2 separate regions of the Hordeum vulgare genome follow, and region 1 is linked to region 2. Evidence: chromatin contacts called from public Hi-C data. All regions are on one chromosome and are shown on one strand. Each heading gives the region's core, a stretch centred on a gene start, on an enhancer-like site or on the middle of the called end of the contact. The rest is flanking DNA. Distances are from core to core; before and after follow the strand shown.

The links. A called contact is a pair of places that touch in the nucleus more often than the background predicts.
Region 1: a contact with region 2 is called in a Hi-C map of leaf, with 4 times the contacts expected there. The contact joins the promoter of LOC123404167 here to the promoter of LOC123405963 in region 2. A contact is called at or near these places in 4 of 6 Hi-C or Micro-C datasets (all in leaf).

What each region holds. Positions count from the first base shown.
Region 1 is chr6H:193,352,939-193,359,435 of MorexV3_pseudomolecules_assembly, reverse strand. It overlaps LOC123404167 (receptor kinase-like protein Xa21), which reads right to left and starts at 1,956. Exons shown (of 2, transcript XM_045098086.1): 1 at 1-1,956. The coding sequence starts at 1,128. LOC123404168 (probable histone deacetylase 19) reads right to left here. Exons shown (of 7, transcript XM_045098087.1): 2 at 6,221-6,497; 3 at 5,840-6,070; 4 at 3,053-3,147; 5 at 2,884-2,947; 6 at 2,443-2,520; 7 at 2,051-2,314. The coding sequence ends at 2,210.
Region 2 is chr6H:192,928,321-192,935,439 of MorexV3_pseudomolecules_assembly, reverse strand. LOC123405963 (putative receptor-like protein kinase At3g47110) reads left to right here and starts at 3,236. Exons shown (of 2, transcript XM_045099469.1): 1 at 3,236-6,916. The coding sequence starts at 3,895.

The DNA.
Region 1 (6,497 bases), core at 707-3,206, 430 kb before region 2:
CCCGATGGCGTCAGGTATCTTGCCGACAAGCTTGTTCTCCGAGAACGAAACGGCGGTAAGCAACCGGAGGTTCCCTATGGACTCCGGGATGCGCCCCACAAAGCCATTGCTCTGGAGGTTTAAGGATGCCAGCGACAAGAGGTTCCCTAGCCAGGAAGGTATGGTTCCTCCGAGGCTGTTGTCTTCCAGATGGAGCGTGGTGAGGGATGACAGGCCCTGTAATGTGGAGGGCATGCTCCCCGACAGCCGGTTCGAAAAGGCGGTGAGGGCGGTCAGCGCCGAGAGGTTCCCCAGCGAGGCGGGGATGGAGCCTGAGAGCTGGTTGGACGCAAGGGCGAGGCCGACGAGGTTGGCGAGGCTGCCGACCTGCCACGGGATCTCGCCTGTCAGGTTGTTGAACTCTAGGACCAGCAGCCTGAGGTTGACGAGGCTGGCGATGCCGGAAGGGATGCCTCCTGTGAGCCTGTTCTGGCCGAGGTCGAGCACCTCGAGGTTCCGAAGCGAGCCGACCAGCTCCGGTGGGATGAGCCCCTGCAGCTTGTTGGCGTGGAGCAGGACGGTCCTGAGCCGCCTGCACCGGGAGAGCGACGGCGGGAGGCGGCCCCCGATGGCGTTGTCGCTGAGGTTGAGGTGGCTGAGCTCGCGCAGGCGGCCGAGCTCCGGCGGCAGGGCGCCGTGCAGGCGGTTGCCGGGGAGGTGGAGCCGCCTCAGGTGCGTGAGGTTGGACAGCGCCGGGCTGAGCGCGCCGAGGAGGCCGAGGTTGGGGAGGTCCAGCGCCACGACGCGGCCGCGGCCGCGGCCCCTCGTGCCGCAGGACACGCCGCGCCACTGGCACGGCGGTGGCGCGGGCTCGTTGTGGGCGCTGCTCGTCCATGACGCCAGCGCCCGCGACGGGTCGCCCCTCACGAGCGACCTGAAGGAGAGCAGCGCGTTGTAATCCGCGACGCTAGCGGCAGCGGCAGCGGGCTCGGATGCGTCGTGCAGGGCGTGAGTGGCGACGGAGCACGCGAGGAGGAAGACAAGGAGGAGGAGGAGGGACAGTGCTGCCATTGCCATTGCTGCCCCGGCAGACGGTACTGCAGCAAGCAGAGCGATTGTGGAGTGTGGACTGGACGCGGCAGAGAGCATACGTACGTACGGTAGAGGTAGAGGTAGAGAGGTTTGGCCTGGGTGAGTGTTGCGTATAAACAAACTGTGGCCACCAGCGACGCGTCGTCCTCGTCGTTTGGCAACTGGACGTTGAATTATTTTGGGAGGGGGCCACCCGCAGCGTGATGCGATCCGTCGCTTGTTTCCTTTCTCTCAAGACTACGGGTCAATGAGCCATGAGTGGTTGATGTCAGTGATATGAAAAGCTGGCGGCCGCTATTTGGGTTGTCTGTTTGCAACGGCAAAAGTTTTTGCGCGCCTGACCTTTTTGGCGCCTGACCTTTTTGACAATGTCTCCCGTTCACACTAACCCTGCCCACACCCAAAAATGCTAGACATACAAAGAGTTATGTAAGGTTACACGCTGACTAGGATTCTTTCTTTCTAATAACTAACCACTCCCCCCTGATTTTCAAGGGGTGGGGTCCTCATCCCCCTTAATCTCCAATCAAAACACACCTGTTTATAAAACCCATGTAAAGTTATGTATGTGTAGCATTGCCCACACCACTCCTACAGCCGTCTTCTCCTTCAAGTGCTGGCTCATCATGCCATGCTAAACTACGGCCAGCGCTTCACTAGTCGGCTAAATCTATGTCAACTAAGAATTACTGAAGACAATATCAAAACAAGGAACCAAGAGCTAATATACAGCAGCAACTATTTATTTATGTAGCTAGAGCATACAGAATGTTGATTCTTATTTTATTTTTCTATGCACAACCATATAAAAATGCACTAGCACATACTATTCCTTTGAAGATTACGACAAGACAAGGCGAGCCAGAGAAAAACATTGCCTTGTGACAAATCCAGGGTACCGACAGAAAATGCACCAATTATCAACGAATCTACCAGGTAGAAGATCGCCAAAGTAGAAAGCTGGGAGACAAGTTGCAGGTAGCCAAGAAAATTCTGCCTCACGGCTCATTTAATCGACTATACATATTACAGCTTAATAATCCATGCTGCATGTATACATGGGTTAGACACTCGAGACTACCACTCATCACTTCGTCTTTTTACTGTCAAAACACACGCACGGTCCGAATGCTTACAATCATGGCTTCTGGTAGATGGCTGGTGGGTCCGGCAACTTACTAGAGCTTCCTGACTCAATCTTGACATTTCCCGGCTCATCGACAGCCATGGCATTAGCATCGAGCTGTAGGCGACGAGGATCATGGACAACAAGAAAATGCATCTTTGGTTAGATCAGCCTAGCCATGGGCAGTGTACACTAGGGATCTATCTTATACGACAGTTCACAAACAGAAAGGGAGGCCGGCTTACATGAGCTTGCTTAGATGGACCGATGTCTTCTGCCATAGGTTCTGGTCCTCTATGTTCACCTGTTACTCTGCTACCATCCTGCAGAGGGTAAAAAAACACATTTAGCATAAATGCATGGCACCAAGGAATACAAACAAGTTGCATACAACCATGGAAGTTTAACAAAATTACAAGACACTCTTTGCTACCCTTCAGTTTACATGCACATCGGAGGAGCAAACAATGGTCGGTGGACATTTTGCAATGCATCTAAGCAGAAATACTCCACCAACACCATCTATTACATGGTGAGAAAGCAATTTTCACTCTATTTTGGAAAAGAATTATCAAGGACCAGGTGGTAAGAAAAAGGACGACACATCTGTGAACAAAATGGTGGATCATGAAAAAGGACAAATCACTAATCTGTACATAAAGACTAAAAATGATGAGGTGAAGTACCTGATCTTTTGTTTCAGCTCCAGCTGATTCTCTCTTAACTCTTGCACCTTGAATAGTGATTCTCCTATAACAAAAGATTGTCACAAGGTGCACACAGGATAGCCATCAGAACTGATGGAACAATGAGACAGGAATAAATACCATCTCACAGAACAACATAAATAAATACCTTGCTGAGTCTTCCAAAGGTGTGTGATAATCCATTTCCATGTCAGAATCAGGGCCATCATGCCTTTCATCCTGATCCTCTTCATCTTCATCCGGCTGCATAATATAAACACATGCAAAGTACCCAAAATACAATCAGCTCTTGTCCTTCACTTCCAGGCAAGACCAGGAATATAGGTGATAAGGAATATAATCCAACTGTGGAGGTGAATATCTGATGTCACTCACATTAGGAAAGGGAGGTAACAATATTCATTTAGATGTAACACGGGCACCAAAAAGGTCAAACCAACTAAAATAGTTCACTTTATCTGCTTGGAAATGGATTACATTTTCAAAATTTGCACAGCCTCCAACATACATCTTTGGCTGTAACTTTTTGTTTGTATATTAGTAAAAGTTATCAGGTATACTGATGAAACTAGTATTATTCATAACAAAGCACATCATACTGTTTTGGTGTTACATGTCTAAATAGTTGTTTATATATTGGTTAGAAAAGTTCGACTGCTCGCTTTCTATGAAGTCATGCAACAGCAGGGCTGCACGGATTATGTTGGGCGGACCAGGCCAAGTAGAGCCCAAAACTTTTACCCTTATGCTGTTTTGGGCTTATGCTGGACGGGCCATACCACTATTTTGTTCGTGTATAGCTCCACCACTGAAGTCATGTATTTACGAACAGCAGTACTATTACTGTCCACTGTCTACTGTCTAGCCTTTCTTTGAAATTAACATAAGGGGACATGTTCAATTGAGCATATTCAAAACTTCATTGAATAAAACAGTCGGGCTGCCATACCACAAACACCATCATTATATAGAAGTTAGCTCAAAATTCAAACATTATTTAATTTAACCTAATAACGTCAAAGTATGCACAGACAGTTCAAGCATAGTAGTAGAAATAAACGAGAAAACAGTCGGGCTGCCATACCATGAACATCATCATTATATAGAAGTTAGCTCAAAATTCAAACATTATTTAATTTAACCTAATAACGTCAAAGTATGCACAGACAGTTCAAGCATAGTAGTAGAAATAAACGAGAAAACAGTCGGGCTGCCATACCATGAACATCATCATTATATAGAAGTTAGCTCAAAATTCAAACATTATTTAATTTAACCTAATAACGTCAAAGTATGCACAGACAGTTCAAGCATAGTAGTAGAAATAAACGAGAAAACAGGCTGCGACAAAAAACATGCCCTTAACCAAATAATACAGACCAGGAAATGAACTGCACCGGGAAGTTGAAGAAATTTGAGCAGATAAAACAGGGAAGAAAAAAATGACAACAACGCACTTCTAAAAAACAAGGGCAGCGGCAGACATGTATCATCCTGGCATGCTACCTCAATTGATAAGCATAGCAAACATATGGAATCAAGAAAATAAGAGATCACAGCATTAAAGAAAACAACCCTTGTATCAAGTAATCTGGCTTGTTACATAAAGCATGAAATCATTAGCAATTTAGTAACAACTAGCAAAAGGGCCCGTGCGTTGCAACGGGAGAAAAACAATTATAATCTCCAATCGTGCTGATCATATTATGTCTTTAAAATTTTAAGACATTTCTTAAAATGCATGAACATTTTTTGAATTAGCAAACATTTTTTTCAATTGCGCTCAAAAAATAATACACAAACTTTTTTTTCAAAATCATGGAACTTTATTATTTTCAGCAACATTGTTCTCAAAATTATGAACATTTTTCTGAATATGCGAATATTTTTACAAAAATCCCAAGCATTTTTTGAACTCACAAACATTTTATGTTTTCTTCAAAAATTTATTTCTAATTCTAATTTTTATAAATTGCAAAAGTTTTTCAAAGTTCTAAATTATTTAAATTAGAAAATGGGACAGAAAAATGAAAATAAAAAACGAGACTAAAAACAGAGACACGAACTGTTTTTAAGATTTTTACACAGACTTTTGTTTAAAATCATTGACTTTTTTTATTTTATGGACATTTTCCCAAAATTTAAACATTTTTTTGTATATGCAAACATTTTTCAAAACTCCTGAGTAGTTTTTGAATTCTCAAAAAAATTATGTTTTTTTGAATATTTTATTTCGAAATTCCCAGTTATTTAAAATTGAGAAAAGTTATTTGAAGTTCTAAATTATTTAAAGTAGAAAAACAAAATGGAACTGAAAAGAAAAATTAAAAACTAAACTAAAAAAAACAGGCGCCCACGCATGGGCCGGTCCAAACGGATGTGCTGCATCTTTTTCTAATGCCCAGAGCGTAATATAGGAGGCGCCTACATGGGCCGGCCCAGTCTGGAGATTTTTCTGTTTGAAACGTTTTCTATGAGTGGCATTGGTGGGTAATTTTAGCCAACTTTAGGGACAATTTAAATGACGTACGGCAGAAGCAATATTTGCTTTATTAGTAGGTAAGATAAGATAAGAATAGGAAACTCAGTGCTAATTCATCAGTTGTAAAAAAACAAAAGGGATCCTGATCCCATTACCTTTCCAGTTTTCCAGATTTTGTCAACTTGAAACTAACATGAAGATACTATCACAGAATGTTAGCTACTGTTTCTTATTCTAATATTATATTTACAGGAATTTGCATGTACTAGCAGGCACCATCCCTCCATGCTGCTTACCAGAGAAATGGTGCTCATGAAGGGAGGTTTTGTTTTTAGCAATGAAGGGAGATTTTCAATGACTACATCAGAAACTCCTCGTCCTCTTATTGTTAAGAGTAAAGAAAAGGGACACAGAAGTTGAATTCCTTCTTATAATGCAAGAACAGTTGCTTACCTCAGGGAACTCAGTATCAGGAGGTCGCTCTTGAAACTGGACGCTAGGGGCATGCCTGAGTTTTGAAAGATTGTCAAGAAGTTTGCTTCTTATATTATCCAGTTCGTAGTGTGTATTTTTGTTCTCCATGTTACTTGGTGCTACATGAAGAGTGTAATCTGGACCAAAGTATTCATAGTACTCATTGACAGGCATCTTATCCTCGAGCTCTTGGCCAAGTGCAACTCCAGTCTGCACGAAGTTTAAAAGTGCCAGATGAAGCAAACAGGATGGCATCAAAATGCACAGCAATAAAAACACGTATAGTTCCAATAGGTAACAATTACAAGCATAATCATGGCAGAAGAGGCCAAAGAAAGAAGATAAGTTTTTTTACCATACCTCATAACACCAACAACGTGCGACATTTCTTATGGTATAGCCACCACCGCCAAGAAGCAACAATGGAACATTGAAAGACCTCATGTACTTCACGCATTCTGCATGACCTCTGATCGAAAGATTGAAGCAACCCAACCTATCCCCAGATAACGAATCGGCGCCGCATTGAAGAACAACTGCACCAGGCTGGAAAACCTCCATAACTTTGGCCATTATAGGCTTAAACAGGGACTGGTAGCTTTCATCATCAATCCCATCATCCAAAGGGACATTAAGG
Region 2 (7,119 bases), core at 1,987-4,486:
AAATATGATGCATGCCCGGTTTAAATATGCAAGGCATGGCAATCACAACAATCAATTACTACACATTAAATGAAGTTCAATATGCAACAATTTGAATGTTTAGGGTTTAGGGTTAGGGTTAAACTCCACACTTGAGTTATTTAGTTCACTCTCGTTTATTTACTCAACAAATTTAAATGTTGATTTACATGGCAAGAGGTGAAGCATAAAGAAACTACACAATCTAAGCATTTTAGATGAGGCCGGAACCAACTTATAGTATTTTCGAAACGACCCCATATATCAATTTTTAAATTGGTCCAGATGTGCCTAAAACACATTTTATATTTATTAAATAAGGAAAAAATGCACCATGTAATTCTACACGTGATTCTAGGCGATTTACATAGATTTACATATATAGATCATTCAAAACGGAGTTACGATCTAAAAGATATGACCAACACAAGATAATATGCCATGAACGCAAAATGCATGCAAACAACAAACAAAATCATGTTAAAGCATTGCAACAAGATATTATGAAACTACATGAAATTCTAGGCAAGTTTCATATATGACATGTTCAAAACGGATCAACAGTCCAACAACCACAAACAACACAGTTATAGTGATAATTTGTCCAAAATTACAATATGAACTTTTGCACACATAGAAACAACAAGCTACAAGAATCTAAAATGCACAAACAAGACATGGGTAGTAGTTAACTTGATGCGCAATAATTCATCTCACATAGGTGGCCGACGGCGAAGCTCCGGCGATGGCGCGACAGCTTCGTGGCGGGGCGGTTCTACGGGCAGAGGAGGAGAGAGAGATTAGAGAGAAGAAGAGAGAGGAATGATAAGAGGTGCGGGGCGACGATGGTGATCGACAGTGAAGGACGGCGAGGTCCGACGATGGCAACTCCACGGGGCGAGAGCGCAAGTTGGGGTTGGGCTGGCGGAGGCCGGCCGACGGCAACTCCATAGCGACAGGGTTGACGAGCGGGAGAGGCGTCGCGGGCGCGCGGGCTGACCTAGGAGGCGGCAGCGCAGTTCGGGCCCGGGCAGGCCAACTGCGGGCCCGATGGCCGCGACCGTGGGGTGGAGGCGTGGGGCAGGTGGGATCCGTCAAATCTGGATCAGACGATCGAGATCGCGGCGGTGGGTGGCGGCGACTGCTGCCAAGTGGCTAGAGGTAGCTAGTCGGCGTGGATTTTGAGGTGGAGGTGGCTGGGAGGTTAGGGAAGGCTAGGATTTTGTCTAGGGATGTCCAAAAATGGACTAGAGGGGGTCTATATATAGCAGTTTTAGCTAGGGATTGAGGGTTTTTTTGCACCGATTCAAGCCCTCCGATCGCGATCGAACGACTCCGATCACGGGGTTAGGCTAGGCTAGGCTAGTGGGTTGTGTAGAGGGGTTGGGCCAAGAAGAGAGGAAGGTTGTGGCCTGTGATAGAGTTTTTAAAACTGAAAACGTCCTCTAATTTGACAAACCATAGTGACGCTATAGGTTTAATGGTCCGGGTATCAAATGGACTCTGAATGCGACGAAATTTGGCAAGCGGTCTACGTACAAAGATCGCACGCCAACTTTCAACCCATACTGATGCCGCGGACGCATGCGTGTGTGGTTGGTCACAAAACAGTGAACAACAAGACTATGGACGGACGCAAGTTTTGAAAAATGACAACGATGGAGTGTCGATGCAATGTGAATGATGCGATCATGAATGCGACAACCTAATGCAACACACGACAAGACTCGAAATAACTGGAAGGCATCTAGAGCGTTGGTCTCGGGCTATTACAAATATTCACTTCGATATTACCACCAACGAATGCATAAGATTCCAAAATCCTCTCTTTATTTTGTTTCCATGGGAAATTGGCTGAATAGAGACGAAATAAAGTCATATGAAAGGAGTAAAGGAGGAGATGGAAGAAATCAAGAGGAGGTGTGATACTTGTGACCTGGATTGAATTTTGCCCCGAAGAGGAGGGGATGATGCAACATAGTATAGATAAATATTTCCCTCAGTGAAAACCAAGGTTATCGAACCAATAGGAGAACCAAGCAAGTTTCCGTCTTCAGCGCCTACACACAAAAGAACACCAACTTGCACCCAACACAGGCAAGAGAGTTGGCAATCCCCTTGAACTCGTTACTTGCAAGCAATAATTAGTGTAGTTAGATAGTTTGCTTATTTGAAGTTACACGTCCGAAGAAGACCGTCCAATGAAGAACCTTGTGCTCAGCGTCAAAAACTAGTTCGGGGGCTACTGAGGCAGTCTTGAACTAAGGGGTCCCAGCTGAGGTGGACTAGTCCATGAGTTGTGTTGGGAGCCCACCCTGGAGGAAGGACTTAGGAGGCCCAATGAAGGAATGTGAGCATATCGGATTCTACCAAAGACTTGGCGTGCACTCGGCGAGGATGATTCATTTGGCATGTAATTCATAGATGGTAAGCGGCATTCATGTAACCCTAGATACCCTTGATGCCTATATAAATCGTGAGGTTTAACCCATAGAAGGGGGTATACACAACATCCTAACCCCTAGGGTATAGCGCACAAACTCACAATCTCAAAATATATCAACTCTGTAATTGCTACATCATCAATATAACAAGAGTAGGACGCGGGATTTTACCTCCATCGAGAGGTCCTGAACCTGGGTAAAAGTCTCGTGTTCTTTGTCTCTTGTTACCCTCGATCCGAACACACAGCTCGGCCCCCCTACCCGAGATACGTCGACTTTAATGCCGACACCTAGGTACACGGTAGGAAAGGTGCCGAGACGACAGTTAAGCCGGTCCGCAATGTTCTAGCGCTCGGGCGGCGAGTAACCCAACACCATCACCTCCCTCTTGTCGAAGTTGATAGTTAGACCGAGATTTGTTGAAAACAAAGGAGAAATTTCAGGTTTGTGATGTCTGACGCAGAGCATGACACCATGATAATGGTGTTTATCATGGTGTCATCGATGTACTAAAGCTAGCAGGTGTGGAACGACTCCCTGAATATTGCCCGTGGCATTTGCCTTGTCTAGCATGGATGCGAGGGCGTCGACGACCATGTTAAAGAAGGGGGGGAAGGGGTTATCATGCCTAACCCCACATAGGGTGGGGAAGTAGGGGGCGATCTCCGTGTTGTTGTTCACCGCAGTACGCCCGCACCAATGGGTGCACAAATTGCTTCGTTTCACTGGATATGTTCAAATAGGCAGACAGAGAAGCTAATGTCATCGACCAACACTGAGAGATGATGAAAGCATCACAATCCTTTAATAGCACAAGACTTTGAGAACTGCCCGCGTCTACAATCCTGCGCATTAGAACTTCCTGTTTAAAGGCGAGGCCAACGGATTGCATGCAGACCGAACATTTTTTAAGGAGTTTCAGAAGCGCCTTTATCTTTGAAAAGTTTCACAAGCATGACCTCTCCACGACAGGATTGTCAGGCCAATGAAGTACTCCTCCCATCCGAAAATACTTGTCCGAGAAATGAATGTATCTAGCTGTATTCTAGTTATAGATACATCGATTTCTATTCATTTTTGTGACAAGTAATTTCGGATGAAGGGAGCAGTATGAAATCCTTCCGGTACATGAAATCCAGATGCCATCTGGCATTGATTCTACAATAAACTAGGCCCTTGCTGATAAGGCCAGGTCAGTGTAGTCGTCTCTTGGGCAATCAAACAAGTATTATCCCTTGCAGTCAAACAAGCAGTAGGCTGATGGCTACGTTGATAGTTGACTTGAGATGGACTGCTACGTAACTCTGCGTGTTTGCTCAAGTTGAAGGGAACCTCTCCCGCTTCTGTTCTGCTCATCTTCCTGTGTGACACCCGCGTGCACACCATCCTCACAAGTCCACACGTCTCCTCCAAACCAATCACACAGACACCAATGGAACTCGCCAAGCGCTCCATGCTCACCTTGCTTGCCCTTCTCGCATGGCTCGCCGCTGGTTCCGAAGCCGACGACCGCCTTGCGCTCATGTCATTCATGTCATACATGACAGCCAACTCATCGTCAGCTCTTGCACGGTCGTCGTGGGGCAACCGCTCCGTTCCGACGTGCGAGTGGCGCGGCGTGACGTGTGGCCTGAGTGGCCGACGCCGCGGCCGTGTGGTGGCACTGGACCTCCCCGGGCTCGGGCTCGGCGGCACTGTTCCGCCCGAACTGGGCAACCTCACCTACCTGAGGCGGCTCCATCTCCCTGCCAACCACCTCCATGGCGTCCTCCCGCTGGAGCTCGGCAACCTCCCTGACCTCAGGCACCTCAACCTCAGCTACAACTCCTTCCAGGGGAGGATCCCGGCGTCGCTTTCAAACTGCAGCCGTCTTGAGTACCTTTTGCTGTACAGCAACAGGTTTCACGGCGAAATACCACAGGAGCTCTGCTTGCTGAGTGGTCTCAAGGTACTCAGTCTTGGCCAGAACACTCTGACAGGAAACATCCCGCTGGGCATCGGGAGCCTTGTAAACCTGAAAACGCTCAATCTGCAATTCAACAACCTATCTGGAGGGATCCCGCAGGAGATAGGTGGTCTTGTTAACCTTGTTGGACTAGGTCTGGGTTATAACCTGCTGGGAGGCTCCATTCCTGCTTCACTTGGAAACCTCTCCGCACTCCAGTATATGAGCATCCCTTCAGCCAGACTAACAGGGAGCCTACCACCTCTGCAAAACCTTTCGTCTCTTCTAGTCCTTGAACTAGGGGTGAACAGCATCAGAGGAAGCATCCCTGCTTGGCTGGGAAATCTCTCGTCGCTAGTGTTTCTTAGTCTTCAGCAAAATGGTCTCGCAGGGCGCATCCCAGAATCATTAGGTAGCCTTCAGGTGCTCATGAGCCTTGATTTTTCACAAAACAATCTTTCAGGCCACATACCACATTCCCTTGGAAATCTTGGTGCCCTGATGACCCTTCGTCTAGACTATAACAAACTGGAAGGTTCTTTTCCTCCTTCGCTGCTCAACCTTTCCACCCTTGAAGATATAGGTCTACAAAGCAATCGTCTTAGTGGGTCTTTTCCACTTGACATAGGCAATAAGCTTCCAAACATACAAAGTTTTGTTGTGGATATCAACCAATTTCATGGACCAATTCCACCATCCATGTGCAATGCCTCTAGGCTTCAAATTCTTCAAGCAGTGTATAACTCTTTGTCACGTCGAATTCCCAATTGTCTTGGAGCTCGACAAAACAGATTGTCGGTCGTGGCCCTTTCAAAAAATAAGCTCGAAGCAACAAATGATGCTGATTGGGGCTTTTTGACCAGCTTGACAAACTGCAGCAGTTTGAAGTCCTTAGATTTGGGCTACAACAATCTTCAAGGTGAGTTGCCTAGTGCAGTCGGAAACCTTTCCTCAGGTTTGAGTTTTCTTATCATAGCAAACAACAATATAGTTGGAAAAATACCTGAAGGAATAGGGAACTTGGTCAACTTGAAGTTACTTTACATGGACTACAACCATTTGGAGGGAACTATTCAGGCTTCTCTTGGCAAAATCAAGGCACTGAATCGATTATCTCTACCATATAACAACCTGTCAGGATCCATCCCACCAACTCTAGGCAATCTTACAGCACTAAGTCTATTATTGCTCCAAGGAAATGCACTCAGTGGAACCATTCCCTCCAGTCTTAGCAGTTGCCCGATAGAACAACTGGATCTTTCATATAACATTCTTACTGGCCCAATATCTAGACAACTCTTTCTCATCTCTGCATTATCCAATTTCATGCTTTTGGGGCATAACTTATTATCTGGTACTCTGCCATCTGAAATAGGAAACCTAAAAAACCTTGGAGTGCTTGATTTCGCTTCAAACAACATTTCTGGAGAGATACCTGCCTCCATTGGTGAGTGTCAGAGCTTGCAGCATCTCAATATATCTGGCAACTCACTTCAAGGGAAAATTCCATCGTCGATGGAGCAACTAAAAGGTCTCTTGGTGCTTGACCTTTCCAGCAATAATTTGTCCGGTAGCATCCCTCAGTTTCTTGGAAATTTGAAAGGCATTTCTGCTCTGAATCTATCATTAAACAATTTTGAAGGTGAAGTCCCAAAACATGGGGTATTCCTCAATGCGACAGCAATCTCGATCACCGGGAATGAAGGCCTGTGTGGTGGTATCCCTCAATTGAAATTGCCACCCTGTTCCAACCACACCACCAAGAAAGCATCCAGGAAACTTGTCGTGATAATCTCCATATGCAGTGCAACTTTATTTATCACATTAGTATCTACACTGTTCATATTTTACCATAGGAGCAGGAGGATGAAATCAAGCATACAAATATCACTCATCAGTGAGCAATATACGAGGGTTTCTTATGCTGAATTATTCAATGCAACAAATGGTTTTGCTTCCGACAACCTCATTGGGGTGGGAAGCTTTGGCTCGGTCTACAAGGGAAGCATGCGAAGCAATGACCAACAAGTAGTTGTTGCTGTGAAGGTGGTCAACCTCAAGCGACGCGGTGCTTCTCAAAGCTTCATTGCGGAATGTGAGACACTAAGATGCGCTCGACATCGGAACCTTGTGAAGATACTGACAGTATGCTCTAGTATTGATTTTGAGGGTCATGATTTCAAGGCCCTTGTATATGAATACCTATCAAATGGTAACTTAGACGAATGGCTACACCAGCAGATCATGGGGGATGGTGAACACAAGGCAATAGATCACATTGTGAGGCTAGGCATTGCAATTGATGTGGCATTCTCACTTGAATATCTTCACCAACATAAGCCATTGCCGATTATTCACTGTGATCTTAAGCCAAGCAATGTTCTCCTCGACAGTGACATGGTTGCTCATGTTGGTGATTTCGGGCTTGCAAGATTTGTGCATCAAGAATTGGAGAATTCATCAAGTGGCTGGGCATCAATGAGAGGAACAATTGGTTATGCTGCTCCAGGTGCAGTTACGAAATTTTATACTTTTATTCTTTTATATATAGTCCAGAAAGCAGTCTCCAGTAAAAATTTAATTAGGACTTCTATTTCCAATTAGACGAGTATATTTGACGAAACTAAGTTTTCTAGAATAGAAAAACAACTCAAATGTATATCAGAAAAGTAGTGCATCAGAAATGAACTTTATTTAATTCGCTAAATAGAT